Linked DNA regions of Sus scrofa: region 1 is linked to region 2. Evidence: chromatin contacts called from public HiChIP or PLAC-seq data. All regions are on one chromosome and are shown on one strand. The core of a region is the stretch at or near the end of the contact, and the rest is flanking DNA. Distances in the headings are between cores, read along the strand shown.

Region 1 (4,102 bases), core at 1,013-3,512, 45 kb before region 2:
GTGTCCTCAGGCCTGGGGCTGCTTGTCTGGCTGACTCTCCAGCATATTTGTTGATTGTAAACATTGAGCCAGGGCTGCCTGGGGGAGGCCCTGTGGTGTCTCGGTAGCCCAGACCCTCCAAAGATGACCGGTCACTAGGTGCAAAAGATCCCACTGCCATGTCTTTCCCAGTTAAAGAACAAATGTTATGATTTTTTTCCACAAAAAGCCCACGTTGAAGAAGAATTTTTTTTTGTCTTTTTAGAGCCACACCTGCCGCATATGAAGGTTCCCAGGCTAGGGGTCAAATTGGAGCTTCCTGCCGGCTTACATCATAGCCACAGCCACGTCAGATCTGAGCCACGTCTGCAACCTACACTGCAGCTCATGGCAATGCCGGGTCCTTTAATCCACTGAGGGAGGCCAGGAATTGAACTTTCATCCTCATGGATACTAGTCAGGTTTGTCACCTGCTGAGTCACAATGGGCACTCACAGACATTTACTTTTTTATTCAGCGTTTGCTATCTGCCAGGCATACACAAACTATCTTTGAAGGATGTGGCAGTGTTGCCATTTCACAGACAAGAAAGCAGAGGCTCAAATGTGTTGAGCAAATTCCCAAGGTCACAAAAGAAGCTTAATGGAGGGGATTTGGCGCTGTAACTCCAGCAGATGGGGGGTCCCTGAAGGCAGGGCTGTGTCTCCCCATCAGCGTGGGCTCTGGGGTTTCTACACGTAGGGGTTTGGGGAAGAGCTTGTCTTTTTTTTTTTGCCTTTTCTAGGGCCGCTCCTGCTGCACATGGAGGTTCCCAGGCTAGGGGTCTAATCGGAGCTGTCGCCACCAGCCTGTGCCAGAGCCACAGCAATGCAGGATCCAAGCCGCGTCTGTGACCTACACCACAGCTCATGGCAGCCAGATCCTTAACCCACTGAGCAAGGCCAGGAATCAAACCCGAAACTTCATGGTTCCTAGTCGGATTCGTTAACCACTGCGCCATGATGGGAACTCCGGGAGGAGCTTGTCTTGAACCTGACTTTCACAGCACACACACTGATTTCTTGGAGTGAGCGGGAGGGGGGTGGTTGACTTGGCCGCTCTGCTCCCTCTCCTGGCACTGACCCCTCCACCTAGCTCAGGGCTCTGCCCATGGGCATGCCATGGCATGGGACTGTGGATCTGGGGGGTGAGGGAGGGCGGGGGAGAGGTTATGGATCAGAAGGACCTGTTCCTTTGGCAGCTGTGCTGGAATCAGTGCTAGAGGGCACCCCCTCAACTCCTTCCCCTGCTTCCTGGCCTGGCCCCCTGGGGGTCAGGACTGAAGGGCTGAGCCATGCTGAATGGAGAGCGGTGCCCTACTCCTTGCCAGGAGGACCAGCTGGAAGAGGTGCTTCCTTTAAGGGTGTGTAGAAGGTCAGAGCGTAGGGCACCCCAGCACCGCCCTGGACCAGGTGCTTCTCACCCGCCCACGCCTTGCCAGCAGGAGCTGGGTCATATGATAGGGACTGGGGACACAGGGTGGCAGGTGTAATAGGAGCCGACATCCTCCTCGGCCTGCCCTGTGACTATATTAAGTTCTATGCCCGCCTCCCCTCTGCCCTGCCCCCAGGACTTTCCCTCGCCCCCCACCCAGAGGATCCTGCATGCAGACCATGCAGACGGACGAGGAGGAGTCGGAGGAGTCTGTTCCTCTCCCCATCTGCTGTCCTAGGAGAGGGGCAGGAGCCTAATGAGGGCAGAACCAGAGGGTGGGGAAGCGGAGGCAGTAAATTTAGGCCTTGGGTGCTAATGAGCTGTAGAGGGAAGCGCCTGGGGTGGGGGGCCGGATGCTGCCTGTTCCTGAGGCCTTAGCACCCCTCCCCCACTGCCACCCACTGCGTGTCCCCCATCCCCCTGCTGCCACCCACACACATCACCCAGGGCACACACTTGCCAGCAGCTGAGACGCGATTTATGCTTTTCCAGGCCCACTGCAACGGTCCCTTGCACATGTGTACCCCAGGAGCCCATTACCACCCTCGAACTCTGTCCAGGTACCCACGCCAGCACACAGACACCCAGGCCTGCACACAGGCACCCAAACCTGCACAGAGGCACTCGCGTCTGCACACAGGACTCACATCTGCACACAGGCACCCATGCATGCTTGTAGCCCCGTGGGCTCACATATACACCATTGGCCATTTCTCGAAGCCCCTGGAGCCTGTGGCTGAAGCAGAGGAGCCCTGGGGCTGCAGGGAGCTGGGGGATGTAGTCTGGGGGATGCAGGGCTTTGCACCCCATGCCTAGACCTAAGGGCTCAGTCTCTGTCTCCAGCTACCCACACTGGGACTCACCACCCCTGGGGTGAGGGGCCAGAAGCCCCAGGAAGCCCTGCCTTCTCCCCAGAGTGAGGGCAGAGGACAGGACAGGGTTTATTAATAACCTCACTCCTGACTGGGAAGGCCTGTGCCGAATCCCCAAACTCAAGCCAATCAGAGCAGAACTTTCCAGGAATGTCACCCCAAAGCAAGCATTCCTCTGACTCCAGGGATATTTCCCTCTGCTGACTTCATCCTCTCGGTGCGTGGGGCTCCTGCCAGGCTGCCCTGGCTCTGCCCCGCAGGCCCTCTGTCACCTGGCAGCTGACATCTGCCCTGGCTGCCGCCCAGAGAAGGTCACAGCATGTGGGTGATGGGGCCGGGATTAGAAGTGCTTCCTCTGTCACCCAGCTTGTCTGCTCCCTGCTCCCCCAAATCGAGGACCGCTGAGCCCTCTGTGTTGGGAGTCACCCACCCATGGCACCATGACGCCGCCCTGGCACCTCACTCCACACCTCACTCCACACCAGGAGGAGCCCTGAAGGTGGTGAGCCTGGGCCGGCTTTCTGGCCTGGTGACCTTGGGCAAGCAGAATGTGCCTGGTTTGTGGCTCAACTTCATCCTTCATAAAATGAAGATAAAAAAGTCCGCCCAAAAGTGGCTGTGAGGATGAGGGTGTGTGATGGCTGCTATGAACTATAAAGGGCTGTGCAAGAGTCTATAAAGGAAGTGGATTTTAGGCTCCTGCCTCTCTCACTAATTCCATTCCCATCTTCGTCCCCACCACCACCATCACCGACACATCCATCTCCGTTCCACTGTCACCTCCTCCGTCACACAATCACTGCCATCAGCTTCAGCACCATCACTCTGCTCCCACACCAGGACTTCCATCACCACCCCCAAGGTGTCACCACTCCATCATTCCAAGAACTCTTTTCAACATGTCCACTGTTCAAGGTCATGTTCAAGAGCTTTTGGAGATTAGTTCTGCCCAGGGTCCCCCCCCCCACACACACACCAGGGTCCCATACACCGGGAATGGCCTCTGTCTCTCACTTCCTCTGAGCCCTGACACACCACTCATCTCTGCCAGGAACTGTGCCTGAGTCAACTCGGCCTTACTCCGATTACTTCTGTACACTGTGGCTCAGCTTCACTTGGCCCCTTCCTGGGCAGTGTGTATGCGTGTGTACTCATACCCACACTGTTTAAACTGGTCTCTAATGTCAGCCTCCACCCAGATGTCCTACACAGAGATGGTGGCTTTGGGTGCCACTCCTGGCTCTGACACTTTCTAGCTGTGGGACTTGGGACAAGCCAGATCTCTTTGTGCCTCCATCTTCCAAACTATAAACTGCATTTAGTTATACCATGTCTCAGAGAGTTGTAGTGAGGAGTCCTGAGATGTTGTAGATAACAGCACTTAGATGTTGTAGATACAGCAAGCGCATAGTAAGTGCTCTAAACATTAGTGATCATTCTTGTTGTTGTTGTTATTATTATTATTATTTTGCTTTTTAGGGCCGCACCTGCGGCATATGGACGTTCCCAGGCTAGGGGTCAAATCAAGAACTACCCGGCCTATGCCACAGCCACAGCAATGCAAGATTCAAGCCGCGTCTGTGACCCAGACCACAGCTCACAGCAACATTGGATCCTTAACCCACTGAGCGAGGCCAGGGATCAAACCTGCAACCTCAAGCTTCCTAGTCGGATTCATTTCCACTGCGCCACGACGGGAACTCCTCTTGGGTATTAGCAGTTTCCTCCTGCCATTGCTTGACACAGGGCTTTCTGCTGTCAATGAGAATGACTTTATT
Region 2 (3,940 bases), core at 395-2,894:
ATGGAGGTTCCCAGGCTGAGGGTCTAATCGGATCTGTAGCTGCCAGCCTACACCAGAGCCACAGCAACGTGGGATCCGAGCCGCGTCTGCAACCTACACCACAGCTCACAGCAATGCCAGATCCTTAACCCACTGAGCAAGGCCAGGGATCGAACCTGCAACCTCATGGTTCTTAGTCGGATTTGTTAACCCCTGCGCCACGACAGGAACTCCCTCTTTCAGCACTTTGAGTATGCCATCTCCCTCCTTTTGGTCTCTATTCTTTTACTGGCACAAAATCAGCTGTTAATTTTATTGTGGTTCCCTTGTATGATGTATCTTTTTCCTCTTGCTACTTTCAGGATTTTCTCTGCTTCTGTCTTTCAACAGTTTCAGTGTGATGCCTATGGATCTTTTTTTATTACTGCCACTTGAGCTGTGTTTGAATGTGTAAAATAATATTTTTCACCAACTTTGGGAATTTGGGAACCATTATTTCCTCAAATATTTTTCTGCCTTTCTCTCCTCTTCTCCAGAACGCCATTAAGTGCACATTTTATGTTCAGTGATGTTCTGCAGGTATCTGAGCCTCTGTTAATTTTTCTTTATTCTTTGTTTCTTTCTGTTCTTTAGACTGAATAATCTCTGTTGCTCTATTGCCGATTCTTTAATCTCCCAGCTCAAAAGATGCTACTGAAACCCTCTAGTGAATTTTTATTTCAGCTATTTTACTTTTCAACTCCAGAATTTCTTTATGTATATATTTTGTCTCTTTATTGATATTGTGTGTGTGTGTGTATGTGTATATATTGGTCAGAAATTGTGCTTAAATACCTTGATCCATTTAGGATCCAAGGCGTCTGTGTACAGGTTGGGGAACACATTCAAGATTTAGGCAGTTTATGGAGTTCCCATCGTGGCTCAGTGGTTGGTGAATCCGACTAGGAACCATGAGGTTGCAGGTTCAATCCCTGGCCTTCCTCAGTGGGTTAAGGATCTGGCGTTGCCGTGAGCTGTGGTGTAGGTTACAGACGCGGCTCGGATCCCGCGTTGCTATGGCTCTGGCGTAGGCCAGCGGCTACAGCTCCGATTAGACCCGTAGTCTGGGGATGTCCATATGCCGCAGGAGCAGCCCTAGAAATGGCAAAAAGCCAAAAAGAAAAAAAAAAAAAAAAAAGAAGATTTAGGCAGTTTAGGAGTTCCCGTGGTGGCTCAGTGGGTTAAGGATTCAGCGAGGCCGTGAGCTGTGGTGGAGGTTGCAGACGTGGCTCGGATCCCGCGTGGCTGTGGCTGTGGTGTAGGCTGGTAGCTGTTAGCTCTGATTCAACTCCTAGCCTGGGAACCTCCACCTGCCGTGGGTATGGACCTAAAAAAGCAAAAAGAAGAAAAAGAAAAAAATTAGGCAGTTCACCTATCTGTCTCAACTCTTACTCCCTGTGTGTTTAGCCAGGGATGGGCAGATAGCTGAAGCCCCCTCCAGTCTCCTCTTAGGGTTCATGCAACTTCCCACAACCCTAGAGATGCATGGGAGCTTATCTAGGCTCCCTATAGCTTTCTTGTTCCTGGATATCCCTGTGAAATGTTTTGTAGTTCTGCTGATTTGTCACTTGCCCCAACTAGTATGCTACCTCAGGCCAGCTGTGTCATTGGCCTTAACAGACGTAATTAGAAAGAAATAGACTTTAGCTGAGCACATGCTCTGATCATATTTCTTGATAAGGGTGCACAGTGCAATAAATGTGGCAATGGCTGGTCTACTTTTGGGCATCTCTACCTGGTCTGCCCTGGCTGGGGGCTCCGTCTGGATGGTGAGCTCTGGATCGGGCATCCCTTGGGTGGGGTCTAGGGGACACCTGAGAAGAGCTGTTGCAGCAACTGGATTCTCTGGAAGGCATCTCAGGGGCCAGTGGTGGTCATCCAAGGTAGTTGAACTTGACTCCCTAGGACAGCCGGCCATGCAGGGATGCAGGCCTGGCTGCTCTGTCAGCAGGCCTGGGGTGGGGAGCCAGGTGCCCTCCATGCTGGCTTCCAGCCATCAGAAGCCTGCCAGGCACTCAGGAAGGAGATCTAGCAGAGCCAAGAGAACGTTCAATTCTCTCAGGTCAGGGCTGCCAGCAAGGTGGGGGTGGGTCACCCTGGAAGCGACTGGCTCCTGCCCCAGATGCCCAGGCTGGAGAGGGCTGGGACCTGCGGCCTCCTTGGGCCCCCGGGTACTTACTTAGAAGACAAGGAGTCAGAGAACAGTCCCTCCCCCTGGGTACTGCCCCGTCCTTGGGGTGGGCACGTAGAGAGGCCTGTGCCCATGAGCTGAAGGTCAGTATGCAAGCACTGCGGGTGGGAGGGGTGGAGGGAAGAGGGGAAAGCTGGGCTGACAGTCACGTAGGCTGATGTCATTGGTCACTCCACCTCCCCGAAGTATCACTTTCCTCATGGCCAAGCCCACAGCTGAGTTCAGGGGGCAGTCACGTCCCATCCCTGGCTCTTAGGCTGCTCGCTGCACTGACTCTCGGGCTGCTGAGGTCAGGATGCCACTGTGTAGCCTCACTCAGCCCCAAAGGTGGGGAAGGGGAGCCTATGACGTGGTGGGCGTGGCAGGGACAGGTGCCCGGGGTCTAGGAGGGACTGGGCTGCTGAGAAGGTGTCCCGGGGTCCCTCGGGGGTGAAGGTGGGTTTACATCACAGGTGAGCAGCGCCGCAGTTCAGGAACTCTCAGTCTGAATGGGGAGATGCCCCCTGCCTGCAGGCAGCTCCCAGTCTGAGGGCGATGACAGAGCCCTCGCCCTTAGGGAGTTTCCAGTCTGATGGGAGAGATGGTCCCTGTTCTCGGGGAGCCCCTGACTGTGATGGAGGAGACGGTCCCCGCTGACAGAGACAGCAGCCGTGTCTGAGCTAAGCATGGTGGTGGCTGGGATTGGAACCCCCTTCCCTGTTCTCTCCTCTAGTGTAAGGCTCCCAGGTCACCCAGAGCAGCTCCTTTGGAGGATCTGTTGCCCAGACACGGGGAGGACCCGGCAGGTGCCCTGCATGTGACGGGCCACATGCGATAGGGAGGGGCTGCCAGAGCCTAAGTGCAGACAGACAGCGGCGTCCCCGTGTCTGAGCGCGTCCTTGGGGCTGGGTCCAGCAGAGGGAGCTGGCAGCCAGCGGGAGCTAAGCAAGCCAGCCCTGACCCCAGAGATGGCCTTGAGGCGCTCCTGCTGCCCACCCAGGGTGAGGGACTCACCCTACAGCTGAGCCAGAGTGTCGGCAGCTTATGTGGGGGCCCAGGCCTCCTCAGCCCACCCCAGCACCCAGGCCTGCCCTGCAGGGACCCCTCGGCAGAACCCCAAATTCCACACTTCCCCCTGGGCTTGTGGAGTCCATTCCACAATCCCCGGGACAGGTGGAAAGACAGGGGTCAGAGCTCTGGGTGTGAGTTCTGCTCCCTCTTTTACTAGTTCTGTGACTCTGGGCAGGTTCTAGCATCACTCTGGGCCTCAGTTTCTTCATCTGTAAAATGGGCTGCTGTGGAGGGAAAAATGCATGGAACGTGCCTGGCACAGAGTGGCTGCCAGGTAGGCAGCTTCCCTTCTCCTCACTGCATTCCTCTCTGCTTCACACAGGGGCACCTCCTCAAGCTGAGGCCAAAAGGCTGAGGGGAAAGCCAGCCAAGGTCAGGTGGCGCTAACCAGGGTGGGCTTCCTTTAGAGATGAGATGTGAGTTGGGTCTAGGGAGATGCTTGCTCTCAGCCCCTAACACAGACACGCCAAGCTGCCACCAGAATGAAGTGGCACTGAGGGCACAAGGGGCAGGACCCCATCGGCTCTTCCCTTAGCACCATTCCACTCCTGTGCCCCCGGCTGCAGGTCAGCTCTTAGCAGGACTTGCTGGACTCTTGCCACCCCAACGGTGCTGAGGTCTCTTTGGGGCATGTTGCTCTCTGGGTGTCCCCTCCCTTTCTTGCTCAACAGATTTACTGAG

Evidence for each region. HiChIP or PLAC-seq counts read pairs in DNA pulled down with a chosen protein or histone mark.
Region 1: an H3K27ac HiChIP or PLAC-seq map of skeletal muscle shows a contact between it and region 2. The contact joins the promoter of C7H6orf223 here to the enhancer-like site in region 2. A contact is called at or near these places in 7 of 47 Hi-C or Micro-C datasets (embryonic fibroblasts, heart right ventricle, liver and 2 more) and 1 of 2 datasets of contacts at active chromatin or transcription factors (skeletal muscle).

What each region holds. Positions count from the first base shown.
Region 1 is chr7:38,991,601-38,995,702 of Sscrofa11.1, reverse strand. C7H6orf223 reads right to left here and starts at 2,262. Exons shown (of 5, transcript XM_021100037.1): 1 at 2,100-2,262. The coding sequence starts at 2,262.
Region 2 is chr7:38,946,410-38,950,349 of Sscrofa11.1, reverse strand. No RefSeq gene overlaps it. Among named protein-coding and RNA genes, the nearest start is that of C7H6orf223, 45 kb to the left of the region's middle. Within about 2 kb of position 1,644, at least 8 of the 83 cell types and tissues checked have an H3K27ac peak or open chromatin away from gene starts, as enhancers often do. A contact at or near this core is called in skeletal muscle, where this site is marked.